Regions from separate parts of the Mus musculus genome. Here all the other regions are linked to region 1. A link is a contact called in public HiChIP or PLAC-seq data. All regions are on one chromosome and are shown on one strand. Each heading gives the region's core, a stretch centred on a gene start, on an enhancer-like site or on the middle of the called end of the contact. The rest is flanking DNA. Distances are from core to core; before and after follow the strand shown. Region 1 overlaps Nsmce2 (NSE2/MMS21 homolog, SMC5-SMC6 complex SUMO ligase). Region 2 has its middle 17 kb from the start of Gm19510. Region 3 has its middle 50 kb from the start of Gm19510.

What was found. HiChIP or PLAC-seq counts read pairs in DNA pulled down with a chosen protein or histone mark.
Region 2: a contact with region 1 is called in a CTCF HiChIP or PLAC-seq map of the NIH/3T3 cell line, with 22 read pairs. The contact joins two enhancer-like sites. A contact is called at or near these places in 2 of 15 datasets of contacts at CTCF or cohesin (the NIH/3T3 cell line and large pre-B cells), 11 of 484 Hi-C or Micro-C datasets (the N1E-115 cell line, bone marrow-derived macrophages, brown adipocytes and 6 more), 10 of 115 datasets of contacts at active chromatin or transcription factors (the NIH/3T3 cell line, bone marrow-derived macrophages, embryonic basal ganglia and 7 more) and 1 of 9 other capture datasets (macrophages).
Region 3: a contact with region 1 is called in an H3K27ac HiChIP or PLAC-seq map of trophoblast stem cells, with 7 times the contacts expected there. The contact joins two enhancer-like sites. A contact is called at or near these places in 3 of 15 datasets of contacts at CTCF or cohesin (the NIH/3T3 cell line and large pre-B cells), 16 of 484 Hi-C or Micro-C datasets (B cells, Th1 cells, Th2 cells and 9 more), 11 of 115 datasets of contacts at active chromatin or transcription factors (T-cell acute lymphoblastic leukemia, bone marrow-derived dendritic cells, bone marrow-derived macrophages and 7 more) and 2 of 9 other capture datasets (bone marrow-derived macrophages and embryonic stem cells).

What each region holds. Positions count from the first base shown.
Region 1 is chr15:59,389,746-59,394,051 of GRCm38.p6, reverse strand. All of the region lies in intron 2 of Nsmce2 (NSE2/MMS21 homolog, SMC5-SMC6 complex SUMO ligase), which reads right to left. Among named protein-coding and RNA genes, the nearest start is that of Nsmce2, 18 kb to the right of the region's middle. Within about 2 kb of position 1,836, at least 78 of the 459 cell types and tissues checked have an H3K27ac peak or open chromatin away from gene starts, as enhancers often do. A contact at or near this core is called in the NIH/3T3 cell line, bone marrow-derived macrophages, embryonic fibroblasts and 3 more, where this site is marked.
Region 2 is chr15:59,775,617-59,779,922 of GRCm38.p6, reverse strand. No RefSeq gene overlaps it. Among named protein-coding and RNA genes, the nearest start is that of Gm19510, 17 kb to the left of the region's middle. Within about 2 kb of position 2,207, at least 71 of the 459 cell types and tissues checked have an H3K27ac peak or open chromatin away from gene starts, as enhancers often do. A contact at or near this core is called in the NIH/3T3 cell line, embryonic fibroblasts, fibro-adipogenic progenitors and 1 more, where this site is marked.
Region 3 is chr15:59,743,215-59,747,520 of GRCm38.p6, reverse strand. No RefSeq gene overlaps it. Among named protein-coding and RNA genes, the nearest start is that of Gm19510, 50 kb to the left of the region's middle. Within about 2 kb of position 2,555, at least 57 of the 459 cell types and tissues checked have an H3K27ac peak or open chromatin away from gene starts, as enhancers often do. A contact at or near this core is called in bone marrow-derived macrophages and trophoblast stem cells, where this site is marked.

The sequences.
Region 1 (4,306 bases), core at 587-3,086:
CACAGAGCACACACAGGGCCCCTTGAGGAGGTCTCTATGACTAGGGTGCATATGGAAGGATGTAGCCAGTGACACCACAGTCCTGTAAGCGCTGGTCAGCAGTTTTGCACAGATGGACGGCCTATTTGGAGAGGAAGTGCCAAGTGCTGTCTGTGGTCATGGGGAAAGAAATGATCAAACATGGACAATCTATTGAGATAGCTATTGATAACTGAGATGCATAAATACAGAGTCTAGAGAGGGGGTTGCTCCGTGGGTAAGAGCACACACTGCTCCTGCAGAGGTCCTAAGTTTGGTTCCCAGCACGCACATTACACAGCTGACAATCACCTCACAGAGCTCCAGAGGGGCCAGTGTTCTTTCTGGAACACTGCACATGCACTTACCCATGTTCATACTCACTCATGCATACAAATAATTGTTAATCATAGATCACCTATACATCTTTTGTAAGAGATGTGTGCATCCTGACATATAGACCGGGGTTCTGTCGTAAAGGAAGAGGTCTGATTCTTTTTTCTGTCACACATACCAATAATCTACTAATTAGAAATACCTTGCTTACTACCACGTAGCTTTCCCAATCTTTGCATTTATTCTTATTTGCCGTAGCTGCTAATTAACCTTTTCAAAGCATGGGCCAAGAAGTAATTGGTGATCAATCAATTTTTTAAAAAATTAACAATTACCTAATAATGAAAACCAAACAAGTTCAAATAAACAATTTAAATAAGTTTTATATGATACTCTACAGTACTGTACTGTACTGTACAGTATCATGTTGTACTTTGCCTAAGCACTATATCAGAACCCAGAGTCTCCAGGTGCAGATGCTATAGCTAAGAGCTAATGAGCCAGCCCTGTAAGTTGTTGCCCTTACACAGCCCTCACACAGAGCCAAATCTGCCTCTTCCCCAATGCTAGTCACAATCTAAAACACCCTGACTGTGGTCCGAGTCATCTAGCTCAAGTCACATATTAACGAGGCCTCCTTCCACACAGTATAGGATTTCCCCCATCTCTCTGAAACCTTTAAGTATAGGCACCTTCCTTTGTCTGGCAGGACTAAAGCTATGGCATCAGGGTGGGACCACAGGACAGGCTGTGCTGTTAATAAATACCCTGTCCTAAAGACAACTGAACTCAATACGTCTCTTTCTTGAATACCATTCTCTTCTCACTCCCAAAAACCTAACACGCAGTCCAGAAGAAAAGTGAAATCTTCATCTTCAGGTTAAAGTGGTCACTGCTGCCGTCACCAGTTTACAATGGCAGTAATTAATTTAGAATTGAATAAATACTCTCAACCTTCCTCTCTCAGGTATGCACACTTACAGAGAGCCCATGAAGAACTTCTCAGTGAGTATAACTTCCCAGCTAGCACCCCCTTCTCCTCAATTATTCGCCTTATTCTTGACCAGACACAAAATAACTGCCATGAATACGAAACCAGGTGTGCTTATGGATTCCTGTAATCTCAGCCTTCTGGAGGATGAGGTAGGAGGGTAGTAACTTTGAGGCGAGCCTGGGTTACATGGTAAGACCCTGTCAGTAAAAAATCACAAAGCAAGGAGTGTGTGTGTGTGTGTGTGATAAAAGGTGGCTTTCAACTCTTCTTGTAAGTTTAAGACGCACAGTGAACCCCAATGAAAAAGACTGCTGGTTTTAAATCAACCTTCGCCATGACAGATGAGGACTCTACTGAAGGGCAAGAACAGATCCAAAGGTAAAGAAGCTGCCTTTCAACTTTGCTCTCTGATTCCACAGGCCTTAAAAAAAACATGCAAGAATATGCCTCTTGCAACTGTGGTCACATGCAAAAGTGAAGCAAGAAGCACATCTGTTTGGAGCTGGCCTCAAATGCCTCTAGTTCTTCTCCAAACCAGGTTCACAACTCCCACCCACAGAGAGAAAGCCAGGGCCTGAGGCGGCACCCAGGGACAAGCAAATTAGCATTCCCAAGGTCAACTGCTGACAGGCTTAATTGTTTACAGCAACTAGAATATGCTGGCTGCCGAAGTTAAGAGGCTTAACCTTCCAGCTTGCCCAACAGCATATGAAACTGATTTACCACATCAGCTACAAAATATGAAGAACTGTAGATGTGGATTCAAATGAACACACAACATTTTATACAGAAGCAAATGTAACAGGATCCTCAGAAACAATGCACTTTTTATTTTAAGCTGGCTAAACAATTTGGGGAAAACCCTAAAATACTAGCCACAGTTTCAGCAGAGGAGAGTGCAGGAGAAACTGAGTGTCTCATTCTTCCACCGGTTTGATTGGAAGACTCACCAGAACTGCTAAAGAGCTGCAGATCTAGCTGATTTGGCCATCTCTTATTTCTTACTCTGTCACAGAGAAGTGAAATAACCCTTATGTGTCTTTTGTCATCTCATAAAGTGTTATATGTGACCAATAAGCATAAGCAGTGTGGCTAGTCTGGAGTCTAGTGTACTGTAGGATTCTGATTTCAGTGCCCACGCTGTGTCAAAAGAACTCCTTAGGAGCTTTCATATTTATGACACATAAAAATATTTTATCTTTATTTACTTTTTAAATTATATTTGTGTGTATAGATGTTTTGACTGCATTATGTCTACGGATATACTATGGACATGAGTAGTGTCTAGTGTAGAAGCAGGTGTGGTATAGCCTGGGTTATAGGAATTGAACCTAGGTCCTCTGGAAAAGCAGCCAATCCTCTTACCCATAAAGCCATCTCTCTGGTCCCGAAAAATAGTTTCAGATACACTAGGTTAAATAAAACATTACAAATCTCTCCTTCCTCCATATTTTATGAAAGAAGGGCAGTAGAAAATTTTAAATTACACATGTGGCAAACACTGTAGTTTTATCAGGCTGCACGTGTACACATAAGTAATGGTATACAGAAACGCACAGCATGAATACAGGACTTCGTCTGTAACGGGGAAAGAACAGTGTGGGTAATGATCTCTAGAAGAATCAAGCTGCTTTCAGCTGTGCTACGTGTCGTCCTCATAAAAGCTCCTTCCCTCTGACCACAAGACATTAAAACTTTATGTCATTAAAAGAGGACTACAGTGCTTCACAAAAGGCTCCTCATGTCAGTTCTACTTCTGCCTCTGTTGTCATCTCTGCATAGCATTAAGCCAGCATCAGTTCTTGCCAATGGCCAGAGACATGATTTGGTGCTGGCCTGGCTTTTTACTGAGTGACTCCTACTTGTTTGTTTGTTTCTTTTTTTTTTTCTTCTTTTTATCTGTTTTAGTCCTTTTTATCCGAAGTTTGATCACTGAAATCTAACTGAAGCCCCAGCTCCAAAGGTCAAGAAAAAAAAACAAAAACAAAATAAAACAAAACAAAAAAAGCTGAGAAGAAAACAAAAGAATCAATAGCAAAAGCATTGTCAAAGGTCTAGAAAAATCCAAACAGTATTTAGGTACTATACATAGTCTGTTTAAAAAAAAAAAAAATCAGAGCCGGGCGTGGTGGCGCAAGCCTTTAATCCCAGCACTTGGGAGGCAGAGACAGGCGGATTTCTGAGTTCGAGGCCAGCCTGGTCTACAAAATGAGTTCCAGGACAGCCAAGACTATATAGAGAAACCCTGTCTCGAAAAACCAAAAAAAAAAAAAAAAAATCAGGAAGTTTTGCTATTTCAAAATAAAACATGCTACTGTGAACAGGAGAGCTTAGCACACAGAACAGAGCAAGCCAGTACCTCTCCCCAGAACCACCATGTAGAGAACCATCTAGCTCTTAGGTCATCAGTGAGTAAAACATCTGGAGGTGGTGACACAGCTGGAATGTATGGAGTGAGACTCCAAGGTAAGAAAGAGGAGAGGCAAAAAAACAGTCAAAAACACTTTTCCGAGAGCCCTTTAAAAGGGAACCGATCAACACTGTAAAGAAGCACTGTTGCTGCTGCTGCCTCTTAGACAAGAAAAAAAGAGTGGAAAGCCAAATAACCGCTCGTGGCATCCAGCTAAGGTCTGAAGACCGCCTAGTTGTCTGTGGACCTCCACACCAAGAACCAAGTTGCAAATTCAATAGGTCATTTTGTATCAGAAGGTCAATTTATGAAGCACCTATAATTTTTCAATTATAAGAATATATTCTCTGGGTTCTGTTGTGACCCAGACAATAACTTTTTTTTCTATTGTGGGTTCTGTTTTTTTTCCCTCATCCCAGAAATTGGTTTTGATGTACCCAACACTTAAGATTCTCAAATAAGGGAAATAAAATCTCCATTAAAAAAAAAAAAAAAGCCAACGGGCAGTGTGTTTCACACTTTTAACCTTCTACATTGTTTCAACTGAA
Region 2 (4,306 bases), core at 958-3,457, 390 kb before region 1:
GGATAGCAAGCATCAGCCTCTTCACAAAGATGGAGATTCTGAGGCCCAGAAAGAGCCCAGCCTTAGTCCAACACTCATCAAAATCACTGATGTGACTTTGAACAAGATCGCAACAATTTGTCCCTCACGTTTCTTACTTACAAAATTAGCTTGCTAATAATCCCACATTATTAAATTGTTTTTGTGATTGTTTAAATAAATTAATAAATAAATAAATAAAGTGGGGTTGCAGAAATGGCTCAACAGTTAAGAACATTTGCTTTTCTTCTTGGATTCGATTCCCAGCACTCTCATGGAGGCCCACAACCATCTCTAACTCCAGTTCCAGTGGGTCTGATGCCCTCTTCTGGCCTCTGCCAATACCAGGCAGGCATGCAGTACACAGACATACATGCAGGCAAAAAACATTGACACACATTGAATAAGATTTAAGAAAAAAAAAGTTAATATTTGTAAACAATAGTAGTTCACAGTGCCTATTTTCAAGTCATTTTATCTTCTGTTGGGTGCATTTTTTAAAATGAAACAAAGTCAAAAGCTTGATGAGCTAGAGCCCACAGGACCAGTGGCCAGCTTGGAGCTGAGTCCTGGCCAAGTGCTCTTTCTTCAGCCCTCCACTCTGCCTCTCAGCAAGGTCTGTGTTTCCATTTCCAGTAAGGGAGCTAAGTCAGCTGTGAGCCCCCTCAGGGCACACTTTCCACCGAGATGTCCTTGCTCACTCCCTCAAGTATCGAACGGGAAAGGACTCACCAGGTTTTCTATAATCTCCATTAGTCCCATACCTAAACATCACAGGAACATTTTTTTATAAGGAGCCTTAAGGAAAAACGTGAAGGAAAATGTATTTGTCTTTTTCTCATTACCTGTGGTGGCTATTCTTGATTGTCAACTTGACTACATCTGGAATTAACTAAAACCTACATGGCTAGGCACACCTGTAAGTGATTTTTTAAATTTTACTTATTTGAGATTTTTTTTGGGGGGGGGGCGGTTGGTTGGTTAGTTAGGTTTGGTTTTTGGTTGGTTGGTTTGTTTGTATTGGCTTGATTTGGTTTGGTTTGGGGGTGCAGTTGAGATAGTGTTTCTCTGTATAGCCTTTTCTGTCCTGGAACTTAGTCTGTAGAACAGGCTGGCCTCAAACTCAGAGATCTGCCTGCCTCTGCCCCCCAAGGGCTGGATTCAAAGGTGTACACCACCACTGCCAGGCTAGTTTTGTTTGTTTGTTTGTTTGTTTGTTTGTTTGTTTGATTGATTGATTGATTGATTGATTTTTAACAAGTAATTAGAAGTAGGGAAAACCTACTTCTAATCCAGATCTTTGAGGTAGAAAGATTTGCTTTTAATCCAGATCTTTTGAGGTGGGAAGATCCATCTTTAATCTGGGCCACACCTTCTGTTGGCAGGCTATAAAAAAGCCATGGGAAGGAGGAAGCTTGCTTTGCCTTCTTGCTCTCGCTCTCCTTTGTAAGTCCATCCCTTCACTGGCCTTGGAGACTACTTCTTTGGGATTCCATGTATACTGAAGTTGCCTAGTGAACTAAATAATTATTGGATTCTTGGACCATTGCTGGACTAGCCAGACCATAACCTGTACGCTATTTTAGTAAATCCCCTTCATACATATGTGTGTAGATATGTGTACTCATATTCATAAATATATTCATATTTGCATATATATTCACACATGTTATATAGTCTATAAGTTCTGTTCCTCTAGAGAACCCTGACCAATTCATTACCCCTCTGCATCTCCTTGGATCACATGTAGGGTGAGGACTTCAGAAACGACTCAAAAAGCATGTTTACTGCCCAAGTGTATTAAATAAGAATCAAAGGGTTAAATCTAGCCAGACACTACCTGGGATGGTGAATTCTTCACAGATAGTCTACTTCCTATGCTCTGGCCAGCCTAGTCCCATTTCAGAAATGCTCATCGGGTAACACTTTGTCCCTCCAAGGAACATCTGTCCAGGCTCTGCAGCTGGCATGGTCCCTCCATCACAGTGGAGAGCCAGGGTGATGGGAAGATCGCAGTTCTCATTTGCAGCCTGGCTTCTGTCCACATCCCAACAATGACACAACTAGCTCCTCCGAGGAGCACTTTCCAATCTCCACCGAGATCTGTTGGATGGGCAGCCCAGTTTCCATCCCAGCCAAGCACAGGCAGCTGTGGGTGGGGGCGTGGACACCGCTCTCATCCACCCGGGGATCTGGGAAGACGGCGCTCAGCTCCTCACCCGCCAGAAACCCAGCCAAGCATAACAGGGCTGCTGCTGAGGCCTTGAGGAACCAAATGGAAAAGAGCCCAAGTTGGGGCTATGAACGCCAAGGTCATCAGAGAAGCATGCTCATCTACCCCTGCTGATGGAATGGTCCCAAAGGGAAAGATTTAACTTGTTTTAGGAACTAGTCAGAGCCTGGATTGGGCGCACTGCCAGCGCATTACGAGAACAATCTCTGGGAAATGGAGAATGGGGTTCTTTGCCAAGCAGACTGAATCTCTGGAGCTTGACATCCAGTGGCCCCTGATACTCAGCCAGCCCCTCATTCCTTGGGACCTCCCTCATCAGTGCAGCACCAGACAAGCTGGGTGTTGATTCTTATTCGCCATATATGCAGAGTTCCTATAGTGCAGAAGTTACAGAAAGGGCTTAAGGAGCCGCCTCTGCCCTCCAGGCCTTTGTCTGGAGCCCACGGATAATTACAATACAATACCTTAGATGCTGCAATGTTACAGCTCATCCCCAGAACCCAGAAAGAGGAGCCCTAGCCCTGTCTGAACAACCAGGAAGAGACACGGGTCTGGCCTGGAGGAGTGACCCTGATCAGATAACACTGATGAAATGTCTTCTAGGTCCTGAGTGAAGACCAAGACTGGGCAGGGACAAAGTGAAGGTGTGAAGGTTTCAGTGGGTTCTTCCAATTGCCCCTGCCCCTGCCCCTTCCCCTAAGGGAGAGTCTCCCCTGAGGAGATAGATCATTTACTACTTAGTTTAGCATCCTGTCTTTGTGAGCCGACCCAGATACATTTCCAGAGGCCTTGGGAATCTCCAAGAACCCCAACAGTACATGCCAGCTTAACTCCAAGAAGGGGAACCAATGTCCCCTGGCTCACACCCTGAGCAGTCAGTCACACCTGTGAAAGAAAATGAAAGACACGCCACCTAGGTTCTAAAGTGATCACGTGTGAAATTCCAAATAAAACCAAGGATAGAATTAGGAATGAAGATAGCCCTTGCCTCCTCAAAGGTGCCGGTGGCAAATTCACAGACCCATCTCTATGCCAACAGCTGTTCCCACAGAAACGCTGCCAGCCCCCGAGGCTCCCACTTCCTGTGACTTCTTCACAGGGCCTTTCATGATCCTGGGGTCAAGAGTGAGCTCAAATAAGCCTTCATGAAGATAACTTGGACTTTTTCAAAGAGCTGTCTCACTTTGCCATTGAAGAAGGGTCTCCTGGTTGGGCTGAGGAGGCTGCCTCACCTACAGGGCTCACCTACAGACCAGGAGGCTGTCACATGGCACTGTCCTAGAAGTCATGAGAGGAGGAGGAGGAGGAGGAAAAGATGGACAGGGGACAGGCAAATGGGAGAGGGAAGAAAAATTGGAGGACAGTAGAGAAAAATGGAAGGAGAAAAGGAAGAAGGAAGGAAGGGAAGGGGAAAGTAGAAAACTTATATTTCTTTGAGTAGACACAAAATACCATGAGACATTTTGTTGACCCTATTTTAAAAAAAAAAAAAACTGGGACTATGAGAAATAAAGGAAATCACTGAAGGTCAAAACCCTAGTAAACAGAGATTTGATCCAAACTCCAAGGACTCTGAATCTTGTGCTTTTTCTAGACAGCCCAGATAAAAATAACTTCCCTGTATTGAGCATGTGCCCCATGCCAAGTCCCGAAAAGGCACTTTACAAATGCAGTTTCTCCAAGCACAGCAGGCCCTGCTCAGCTGCCTCTGCAGTGCAGGAGGAATAGACAGGGCCACCCCAGGGACTTGGCACCCTGATGGCAAAAGTTTTAAAATGATGGAATAGACACATCTAGTAATCATGGTGACTAGCACGTACGTGCTGCTCTGGTAGAGACCTACTTCCCAGTAGCTAGCTACATCTCTGAACAAACACTGTGGGTGAGGCTTGGCCCAAGCTCCCCTACCTTCTGCTGTCTGCCCATCAAGGGGTCACCAACCTACCCAGGGCCTTGCAGAAGGTGACCACACAAATATGGTATGGGATTCAAATGCAAGCCATGAATCTAGAGATTCCTTTTCTTTATGAAGCTAAAACTCTGCCAACCAAAAGA
Region 3 (4,306 bases), core at 1,306-3,805, 350 kb before region 1:
TCTGAGTTAGAGACTAGCATGAGCACACGATGAGAGTCTGTCCCCATGTCCCCTAGCCCTTGTTAGTCTATACAAAACAAGCTCCCCACTCATCTATGATATCATGTGAGCGAGCGGTGCTGCAGTTTTCAAAGTCTACATGTCACATGTCCTTCCATCACATGCTGTTGGCCGGGTAAGGTTGGAACTAATCACTGTCACCTCAATCAGTCATCCTCACAACCCTCTAAGGCTGATAAGGACACTGAGGCTCTGATTCGGGAAACCGAGAAGAAATGGCTTTGGCTCTCAGTTAAATACGTATTTCTGGAATGCTTGTACAAAGCCAATGTTGTAGCGTGGATTCAACTTAAAAGGAAACTCTGCTACACAAACACACACACACACACACACACACACACACACACACACACACGTCTTTGCAAAGCCTTGCAGCACTGAATGTTGAGAAGTTCTTCCAGGTGTCTGATCTAAATTCCTTCAGCTGTAACTCAAGCCCATTCCTACCTCCCCACCCCCACCCCCATCCTCAGATAAGTACAAAAACAACAGTTGCAGATGAGATCGCCAAGCTTCGGTTGCCTCATAAGCCTGAGATAAGCCCCACGGAACAGGCTTCGTATCTCCCTTAGTGTTGCCTCCACCCAGTATGTCACTGCTCAGCCCCTGCCCAGAGCTAGCATAGGCCAATAGCTTTGGGGCGGGGGGAGGTCTGAACAAAGGAGGAAGAGAAGAATGATGGAGAAAACTGAGAGCTGGCAGCTTCTCTCAGCTGCTCACTTTTTGGGAGGTGTCCACAGGTGACATCTTGGAGGAAGCTGTGTTACCTCATCAGAGAGGCTCCCCCAGTTAGGAAAGAGTAATGGCAGGTCCTGTGCATGCCTGGGTCCTGTGAAGTTCTCAGATACTCCTACGAGGTGCATGCCACGGAGAACTCCTCTTCTGGGGTTCCAAAAGGAAGAAAAGGACCACTGCAACCATCCAGAGTGCTCGGTAGATACCCAGGCCTGGTCCTATATGGATCACAGAACAGGCTCAGGGAAATGCCTGATGACTAATGCACTGGAAAAAGTGAACGCAAGGGTGAGAGCGCAAGAGAATGAATTAGCATGTGATTAAGTCGACCGAGGTTAGTGAGTGAGTAGAATAGAAGAGCAAATTGAACGGAGTAAACACCTAAGTGCGTTAGTGGATGGATGAGAGGAAAGAGTTATGGAGTGATTAAATGGCTATGTAACCGGCATGCAAACAGACTGTGAGTCGACTAAATGAGAGGATGCTGAATGAGCGGGCAGCTGGGGATGAGGTGGATTTAGAGGCTTAGAAGGATGAAGGAAACAAAACGCCTATGGAAGGAGTCACAGAGACAAAGGTTGGAGCTAAGATGAAAGGATGGACCATCCAGAGACTATCCCACCTGGGGATCCATCCCATAATCAGCCACCAAACGCAGACACTATTGCATATGCCAGCAAGATTTTGCTGAAAGGACCCTGATATAGCTGTCTCTTGTGAGGCTATGCCGGTGCCTGGCAAACACAGAAGTGGATGCTCACAGTCAGCTATTGGATGGAACACAGGGCCCCCAATGGAGGAGCTAGAGAAAGTACCCAAGAAGCTGAAGGGGTCTGCAACCCTATAGGTGGAACAATAATATGAACTAACCAGTACCCCCAGAGCTCGTGTCTGCGTAGCTCATGCATATGTAGCAGAAGATGGCCTAGTCGGCCATCATTGGGAGGAGAGGCCCCTAGGTCTTGCAAACTTTATATGCCCTAGTGCAGGAGAACACCAGAGCCAAGAATTGGGAGTGAGTGGGTAGGGGAGCAGGGCGGGGGGAGGGTACAGGGAACTTTCGGGATAGCATTTGAAATGTATATAAAGAAAATAGCTAATAAAAAAAGAGAATAAAAAAAGGATGAATGAATTATAGGTGAAGGAGACCAAAGGAGACATCCTGAAGTCAACCTCTAGCCTTCATGTGCTCCCTCACAGACAAGCACATCCACACAGCACAGGCACACACACACACACACACACACACACAGAGAGAGAGAGAGAGAGAGAGAGAGAGAGAGAGAATTCTCATGAGCATTTGCTGAATGAATAAATGATAGAAAGATCGCCTCCCCATTACACAGCACTAAAAATCTTTATTTGTTTGACATCCTTGGGATCAGACAGGCCTAGTTTTAAGTGCACTATGCAGTTACTAAGACTATCTTCTAGGAAAGCTTTTTTCTATCTTCTTTAAAATGGGGGCATCCGGGGCTGGTGAGATGGCTCAGTGGGTAAGAGCACCCGACTGCTCTTCCGAAGGTCAGGAGTTCAAATCCCAGCAACCACATGGTGGCTCACAACCATCCGTAACGAGATCTGACTCCCTCTTCTGGAGTGTCTGAGGACAGCTACAGTGTACTTACATATAATAAATAAATAAATAAATAAATCTTTAAAAAAGAAAAAAAAAAAGAAATAACTTCCGCAAGGAAGGTTGCAGGATTCAGAAAAAAAAAAAAACCTGAAAAAATGGGGGCATCCTTGGCTACCTCAGAGTCTTGCAGTAGGGAATCAAAGGAGACTGAAGACCCTTTGGCAAGCATCTAGTATTCAGAAGACATTTCATTAAAGAGCTCCTCCTTTCAGACCCCCAGTGCAGCCCTTCCTCTGCTTGCCCAAGCCCACCAGCCCCGGTGGCCTTTGACACTCCATCTTGTATGAGGTCACGGTCTTTTAGGGAACAGATACAAGTGGAAGCAACTCTACTAGGAAGTGGGGTGATGAAAGCATTAGGGTAAACTGTGCACATTGCAACATCTCAGCAGCTTTGGGTCTAGAATGACAGCGACTTCTGTTTCAATTTGAGTGCAGAAAGGAGGAACAAAAGATTCGTTCTAGGGAAAAATCAAAGGAGCCTTAAAAGAAATCAGTGGAATGTGGGTGTGTTGGCCTATCAACTGAGGAAGTGTACACAGAAAGGTGACCTTAGAAAAGATATGGGGGAAGTTGACTGGACCGTTTGGAAGGCTGAAGCTCTTAATTCAGAAAAGAGAAGAGAATATGGCTGGTCAGAGAGCCACAGTCTGAAACAGACATGCTCTGAGCATCTGACTTAAATAAACCCTTGGTGAGTCAGAGACCCCAGCCAGGACCCTGCCTGCCACTGTGACCTCTATTGTCTTTGTGGCTAGGTATGTTCATTACTTTGTTATCATTGTGATCAAATGTTGAACAGAAGCAACTCAAGCAAGGAAACATTTCTTCTGCTTCAGCCTTTCAGAGGCATTAGTGCAAAGCAGCAAGGGCGGCACAAAGGGGATGGATCATCGATGGTAGCAGGGGCAGAGGTAACTGTTCACGTGGACAATCACATCCGGACACAGAGCTAAAGCAGAACAAGAAACAGATATAGCTAGTCTTCAAGGCCTACCCCTAGCAGAACCCAAAATGGATAAAGCTAGCCTTCAATGCTCACCCCTAGACAGTTACTTCTGCCATCAAGGGTCTCTGTCCCAAAGCTCCCACGACCTCCCAAAAGAACATGGCCTGCTGGGGAGGAGATGCTCAAACATGGGAACCTGTGGGGAGTGTTTCAAACGAGATACTATAATAACACTGTAGAGCCATGGATGAAGTGGATGCTACCACCACAGCCACCACCACAGCCACCACCACAGCCAGGGACTGCTCCTGATTTCCTTGCAGCATCAGCTTCAAATGCACAGCCTGAGGGTAATGCACTATGGCCAAGGAATACTGCCTGGTGAGAAATTGGCCTCTACTGCTTGGTGGAAAGGGAGGGGGCCAGGCCTCTTGTCAGTCATAAACTGGGAACATCCTCCAAGCATAACAAGGCATTCCCAGTACTGAATGGTTCCAAAGGTTTATATGTAATTAAAACAAAACAAAACAAACAAACAAGCCAGCAGTAAGTGAGCTTAAGAAAAATCAGTTGCCCTGGTCTCTTTTCTGTGACTGTGACCAACAGTGACAAAAATCAACTTCAAAAATTTGGGATCAATTTTGACTCATGGTTCCAGGTTCTAGACCATCATCATAGAGAAGTCAAGGCAGGAGCCTGAAGCAGCCAGTCACAGTCAGTGTCTGCATAGTACTCAGGTAGCCTTCTCTATCCCTATACAGTCCAGGGTCCCAAACTGGGGAGTGGTGCCCCCCACTTTAGAGCTGAAACTTCCCACATCAAGAAAGGCAATCAAGACAAGCACACACACACACACACACACACACACAAACACACACACACACACACACACACCCATAGACATGCCCACAGGCCAACCTGGTC